Linked DNA regions of Mustela erminea: region 2 is linked to region 1. The links are chromatin contacts, called in public Hi-C maps. All regions are on one chromosome and are shown on one strand. Each heading gives the region's core, a stretch centred on a gene start, on an enhancer-like site or on the middle of the called end of the contact. The rest is flanking DNA. Distances are from core to core; before and after follow the strand shown.

Evidence for each region. Hi-C and Micro-C count contacts between places; a contact is called where the count stands out from the background.
Region 2: a Hi-C map of fibroblasts shows a contact between it and region 1, with 5 times the contacts expected there. The contact joins the promoter of PFKFB2 here to the promoter of CD55 in region 1. A contact is called at or near these places in 2 of 3 Hi-C or Micro-C datasets (fibroblasts and spleen).

Annotation. Positions count from the first base shown.
Region 1 is chr17:37,494,588-37,497,294 of mMusErm1.Pri, forward strand. It overlaps CD55 (complement decay-accelerating factor), which reads right to left and starts at 1,315. Exons shown (of 11, transcript XM_032319247.1): 1 at 1,216-1,315; 2 at 248-430. The coding sequence starts at 1,297. It overlaps LOC116576753 (a long non-coding RNA gene), which reads left to right and starts at 688. Exons shown (of 3, transcript XR_004280272.1): 1 at 688-997; 2 at 1,116-1,755.
Region 2 is chr17:37,698,270-37,700,969 of mMusErm1.Pri, forward strand. PFKFB2 (6-phosphofructo-2-kinase/fructose-2,6-bisphosphatase 2) reads right to left here and starts at 1,318. Exons shown (of 16, transcript XM_032316985.1): 1 at 6-1,318. C17H1orf116 (specifically androgen-regulated gene protein) reads left to right here and starts at 1,498. Exons shown (of 5, transcript XM_032316982.1): 1 at 1,498-1,638; 2 at 1,995-2,154. The coding sequence starts at 1,601.

The DNA.
Region 1 (2,707 bases), core at 65-2,564:
TTCAGGAGTTCAGGAGTTATTTTCTCTATTAGTTCAGAAAGCCCAAACCTGTTAATGAAGAAGCAGGATCTATTCTGGGGAGGAATGTCAATTAGCTGCAGCGGGAAATGCCAGGTATACATACCCTGGGATTTCATAATGCTTGAAAACTATCAATTACCACTCATGCTGAAGAGGGATAAAAGTAAACTACGCAGCAGATACATTCCATTCCCATAATGTATATATACAAAAATGAAGAGCTTACGGTTACAAAATTCTGCCACCTCTGACCATTTATTGTTGAGACAGACCACGGAGTCTGCCTTGCCAGGAACTTTTACAAAGCCTTCTTTACATTTGTATGTTACTGTGCTTTCTTCAGGAAAACTCTGGCGGTCACCCACACTTTGTATGGCATTAGGTACCTCTGGGGGAAAGCTGCAGTCACCTAGGGAGGGAAATAAAAGAAAAGAAAAGCAGAACTGAAGGAAATGACACTTTTCAGTTCAGAGCAACATTCTTTTTGCAAGACGAGTGAGGGAAGCAGCCAAAGGCTTCTGAGGCACAGGTAACATTTCCATCCAGTGGCTGAACCGACATACCGAAGACTTGCTAGGCTGCCTGTCTTGTCAATTAATTCAGTATTAAAATAAGGAATCGACCCTTTTCTTTCAATATTTAAAAAAAAAAAGCGGTTTAGAATTGATCCTGTCACTAAGCGCACAATACAGACAGACGCCCCCGGGGAACGTCTCACCTGTTAGAGAAGACGGGCTAACATGCCGCGTCCCCAGCAGCCCACAAGTGGACTCCGTTTAAGAGGCGACAGAGGTCAGCTGTGGCCTCCCACTGCTAAAGAGATGTTGGGGGACTGAGAATTCACTCTTCGAGCCCAGCCCTTTGGCTTCCCCAGGTGTGCCTGCTCCGCCAACTCAGCCCGCGCTTCCTCAACGGTCCCCCCAACTCCCGAAGTCACGCCAGCTGGGGTCCAGCTCAGCAAGACCCCAAACTGCAGGTTAGCAGCGGAGATCCCGTCCCCGTCCCCAAGGGATCGTGCTAGTAGGCGCTCTGAGCCGTACGGGTGGAGGATTACGGGAACAATTTACCCATGCCCACATTCCTCACCTCCCCAGGTCCCCAGACTTCTCGGTTGTCACGGAGACGGATCCCGCCCCTCCCACCCAGCCTCAGGGTTCCCCCGGCGGGGCTGGGCCCCCCCCAGCCCCCACTCACCCTGCGCCGTAGGCGGACACAGCAGCAGCAGCAGCGGCAGCAGCAGCAGCGGCGGGGCGCTGAGCCCGCCGAGGAGGCACATGGCGCGCGGGGACCGGGACCGGAGTTAAGTGGAAGCTCGCTCCAGCAAGCAGCGGTAAGTAGCAGCAGCGCCTAGCTGTACCGCCAGGCGGGTTAAATTAGCGCCTGGGCGGGGCTGGGGCTGTGAATCACAAAGGGTGGGGCGAGGAGACTGGCGGGGGAGAGTGTGCCGGCACCAGGTGCCGCGCCGCGCGAGCGCCGGGGAGGGGTGCTCTCGCGGTCGCCTCCCCTAGAGACCCTGGACTGGGGACCGCGGATAATGGGCCGGGAGTGGGGCTCCCCCGCCGGTCGCCTGGACTCTCTTTTTCTCTTTGCTAGGGCGGGGCCTGCGAAGAGCTCCCATCTGGACGTGTAAATATCTGCTTTCCAAGTAAACAGAACGCTGGGGGGAACCGAGGAGAGGGGCGTGGCTCAAGTGGGAAGGGCTTTGCTGCCCGGAAATCTGCATTAGGTTGAGAGGTAATTCAGCGCTCCCGAGTGCTGCCGGGCTGAACAGAAAGTGCCTGAGCAGAGAGTGCGGTGGGTTCCCAAGTAGCCCCTGGAAACATAGAGTGCGCCCACCCAGGGACCCGGTGCCTTCAACTGGAGGTCTGTCAGATGCCAACAAGGGATAGGAAAAAATAGGAAAAAACAGCGTTGTCTCCTAGCACACTCGGTAATCTGAAAACAGCAAGTGGGAAATGGCCCAAGAAAACAGGTCAAGCAATACAGCAGGGAGTGACCATTGTTCATGCTATGTTTTGGGTGGGAATCAGTTTTCTCGCCAGGGTACTCCTTATTCAGGGAGGACAGCTCATGCATTCCGCTTTGGGACTATTCTGGTCAGACTGTCGGGAGAGACGCACTGTCCTGTGGAGTGTGCCTGTGTGATGGGAGGAGAGAAAAATGCCAAAACAAAAACCAAGCGCCAGAAAACTAAATGATAGGGTGGTGGTTTTAAGAGGAAGGTTTGTTAAATATATTCCAGTGGTTTGCAAGACTAGCCACACATTAGAGTTACACGGGGGAGCTTTAAAAAAAAAAAAAAAAATCCAGAGGCTCAAGCTACACCTCAGACGAGTTAGATTAGAATCTCTGGGGATGGGAAGGGGGCAGCAGGATTATTTAAAGAATTCCAGGTGATTACATTGGGCAGCACAAATCTATATAAGGCTGGTCAGAGTAAAGGTCTTCCCTCCCACCCACCCCGGTCTGGCTCTGTCCCTGTCAGAAACAGGAAAGGACATTTATGGAAGGGCCAGTTACTCCTCTTCATGGAGAGTAACCCCAAGAACATTTCCCTTTAGTAATTAACCTGAGTCTGGTTAGCGGAGTCTATCCTCAGTTTCCTATCCCCTGGAATACCTTCCCTGGTTCAGTGAAATCCTTGACTTGGAAATGCATCTTGGTCCATGGGTCAGATGTGGGGTAT
Region 2 (2,700 bases), core at 68-2,567, 200 kb after region 1:
CTCACCTGGAGAGAATCATCGGCCAATCCGGCGCCCGCAGGCTCCCTGGGGCGGGGCTCAAGTCTGAATCGCTGACGCTGGCTCGCGAAGGTGGAAGAAACCGAAGCCTGAAGATCGCAAGCTCCCAAGTTTCCTCAAGCTGTGGAGGTTGGTTGCCTCGTTGCTAGGCAACTCCTCGGGCTGGGGGCGGGGTTAATAAAATGCAGGACTTTTTTTTCATACTCTCGCGAGAGTGGACATCTGGAGGGGATGTGACATTTCGGTGGCGGAAACCTTGTGGAGGTTAACGCTTTCCTCCCTGAATCTCAGAGAACCTTATTACATCCATAAATTGGAACGGGATCTTTAGAAGGTGGTGCGTTGCTAACGTGAGCTACCACCGTACTTGAGCTGATGACACCTTAGCTGTTTGCATCCTACCCATCGGCCAGACACTGTAGTCTAAGAAAATCAACTACTCTTGCATCCCGGACCCATCCGCATACTCCAGTGGTCTTCTACTCGTCGCCGTTATCCTCGCTCCTACCTCCTATGCTATACCATCTGTTCGGGTAGTTTCGAAAAACCAAAAAAGGAACATAGCTTCAGCAAAAAATTGGATCACAAAAGGGGTCAAAAGAGGCAAAGCTTCCATATAACTTAGAGGTAGACATAGGCTGTTATAGTAGAGGTGAGACTGCATATTTCCAGCGAACTTCTCACGTGGCCCCCAGGCCCTTCTGATGATGCTTGATTCTCCTGATAAACCCACTCCATGCAGGCGTGCTTCTTCGGATCCAGGATGGAAAAAGAACAAGGAATGTGGATTTCTTGGAAAAGGGAAATTGAGGAATGTTTTTATGCCTCCTTCAGCTGGGGATTAAATTCATCCTTCAGAACAGCTCCACTGGTGTCTCCTTCTGGAGCTTTTTACAACTCCCAGGTGTTGCGTTATGGTTGCCTTATTTGCCCCAGAACAACTGCCTTTATCCATTCGGCAGGTTTGTATTGAGCACTTATATGGGAGGCAGAGTCCTTGGTTCTAGGGACACAGGGTTGGAAAAAGTCACATAGTCTAGCATTATCACGTGGCTGTGAAATTCAATGGTTATGGACCTTTTACTCCCAACCCTCTGTCCCGATGACAGTACTTGCAGTACTAAAGTCAAGAATGGAGTCGTATTCCTATCAGTACACCCAGGGCCTGAACTGGAATCCTGATGACACACGTTAGTCCTCTTCCCTCCTCCTCCTTATACTGCTACCACCCAAATGTAGCAATTGCCCTAGGCCCAGATGCTGACCTCATACTGCGCTTTCTGATGTGGCAAATGGGCCTTTTCAAGTTACGGCGTCAAGGTGGCAAGGCCAGTCCGGTTTCCTTAACCTCAATGAGTCAATGTTTGCTGCAGCCATGAGCCTGGTCACGAGTGTCTGGTTGTTTGGGCAGGTCTTTTGACTCACTGGCCATTCCTGGGATTCGTTTGCGTTCTGAACGATGACTCTATTTTTGCCGTGTAATTTGGAAGCCCCAATTTAATAACTTCCGACCTAACGCAAGGTTACATTCCGATGTATCAGATTCAGGACTCCTTCCTCCGCCCTCTTTCCTTGAGCATATATGCTGCCAACGCACAAGGCACCGCACTTACTCTACAGGTAGCAAAGCCACTGGTACTTTAGGAATACGGATAAATCTTCATCCTTTGGCTCCCTAGGGTTGGCCGCAGTGAGTTAGTTGTCACTTTAAGAGAGTTCGCGCTCCTTAAAGCCCTAAAGCTTACGCTACCGGAAAGTATCGCGAGATCTGTGGCCACCAGCGATTTCTCGCGATGTTTGGCCCGGCAAAGGGTGGCCATTTTGGAGTCCATCCGGCGGCAGGGTGCCCCGGCGGCGTTGGCCGACCTGCTGCCGGGACCAAAGCTGGCCCCACGGTTGTGGGGCCTTTGGGCAGCTGGACCGACACGATGTGGCGGCTCCGCTGCAAGGCCAAGGATGGCACCCATGTTTTGCAGGGGTTGTCTAGCCGGACCCGAGTGCGGGAACTCCAGAGTCAAATTGCCGCCATCACCGGGATCGCCCCCGGCTGTCAGCGAATCCTCGTCGGATACCCGCCCGAATGCCTGGACCTCAGCAACGAGGATACCATTCTTGGGGATTTGCCCATCCAGTCAGGTAAGGGAATTGAGCCCGGGGCCAGGGAAAGCCCTGGGAGGACGAAGAGGAACGTGGGGGAGAACAGAGAACTGGTCTGTGGGTCATTTGGTGGGTTTGAGAACAGGGCTAAAGATAGGTTAAATAACGGAGAACTCTGACGGAGGCCGGGCAAGTGGCTAGCAAGTCCTCGACTTTATATATGATGGGAAGAGAGAGCGAGGACCCAACCTATATGAGAAGCCCAAAGCCTCGGAGCCCCCCTTTCTTCAGTCTATCTTGAAAACGTCCCATTCATTTTGCTTTTCATTCTGCATCCACAAAAGTAAAAAAAAAAGAAAAAAAAAAGAAAAAAAGAAAAAAGAAAAAGAAAAATGAGATCTATCTTCTGTGTCCTGGTGGCTCTTTCCCCCATAGCCTGGAAGAAGATAGCAGGCTGAAGTGTTCAGGACACTTTTCTTTTTTTGCTTCCCCGGTTGTTTTTTTGCAATCACCTTCACGTATACTTCGATAAACAGGTATACTCATTTTAGAGTATGGTTTTACTGATCCACTGGAGGCCCTTTC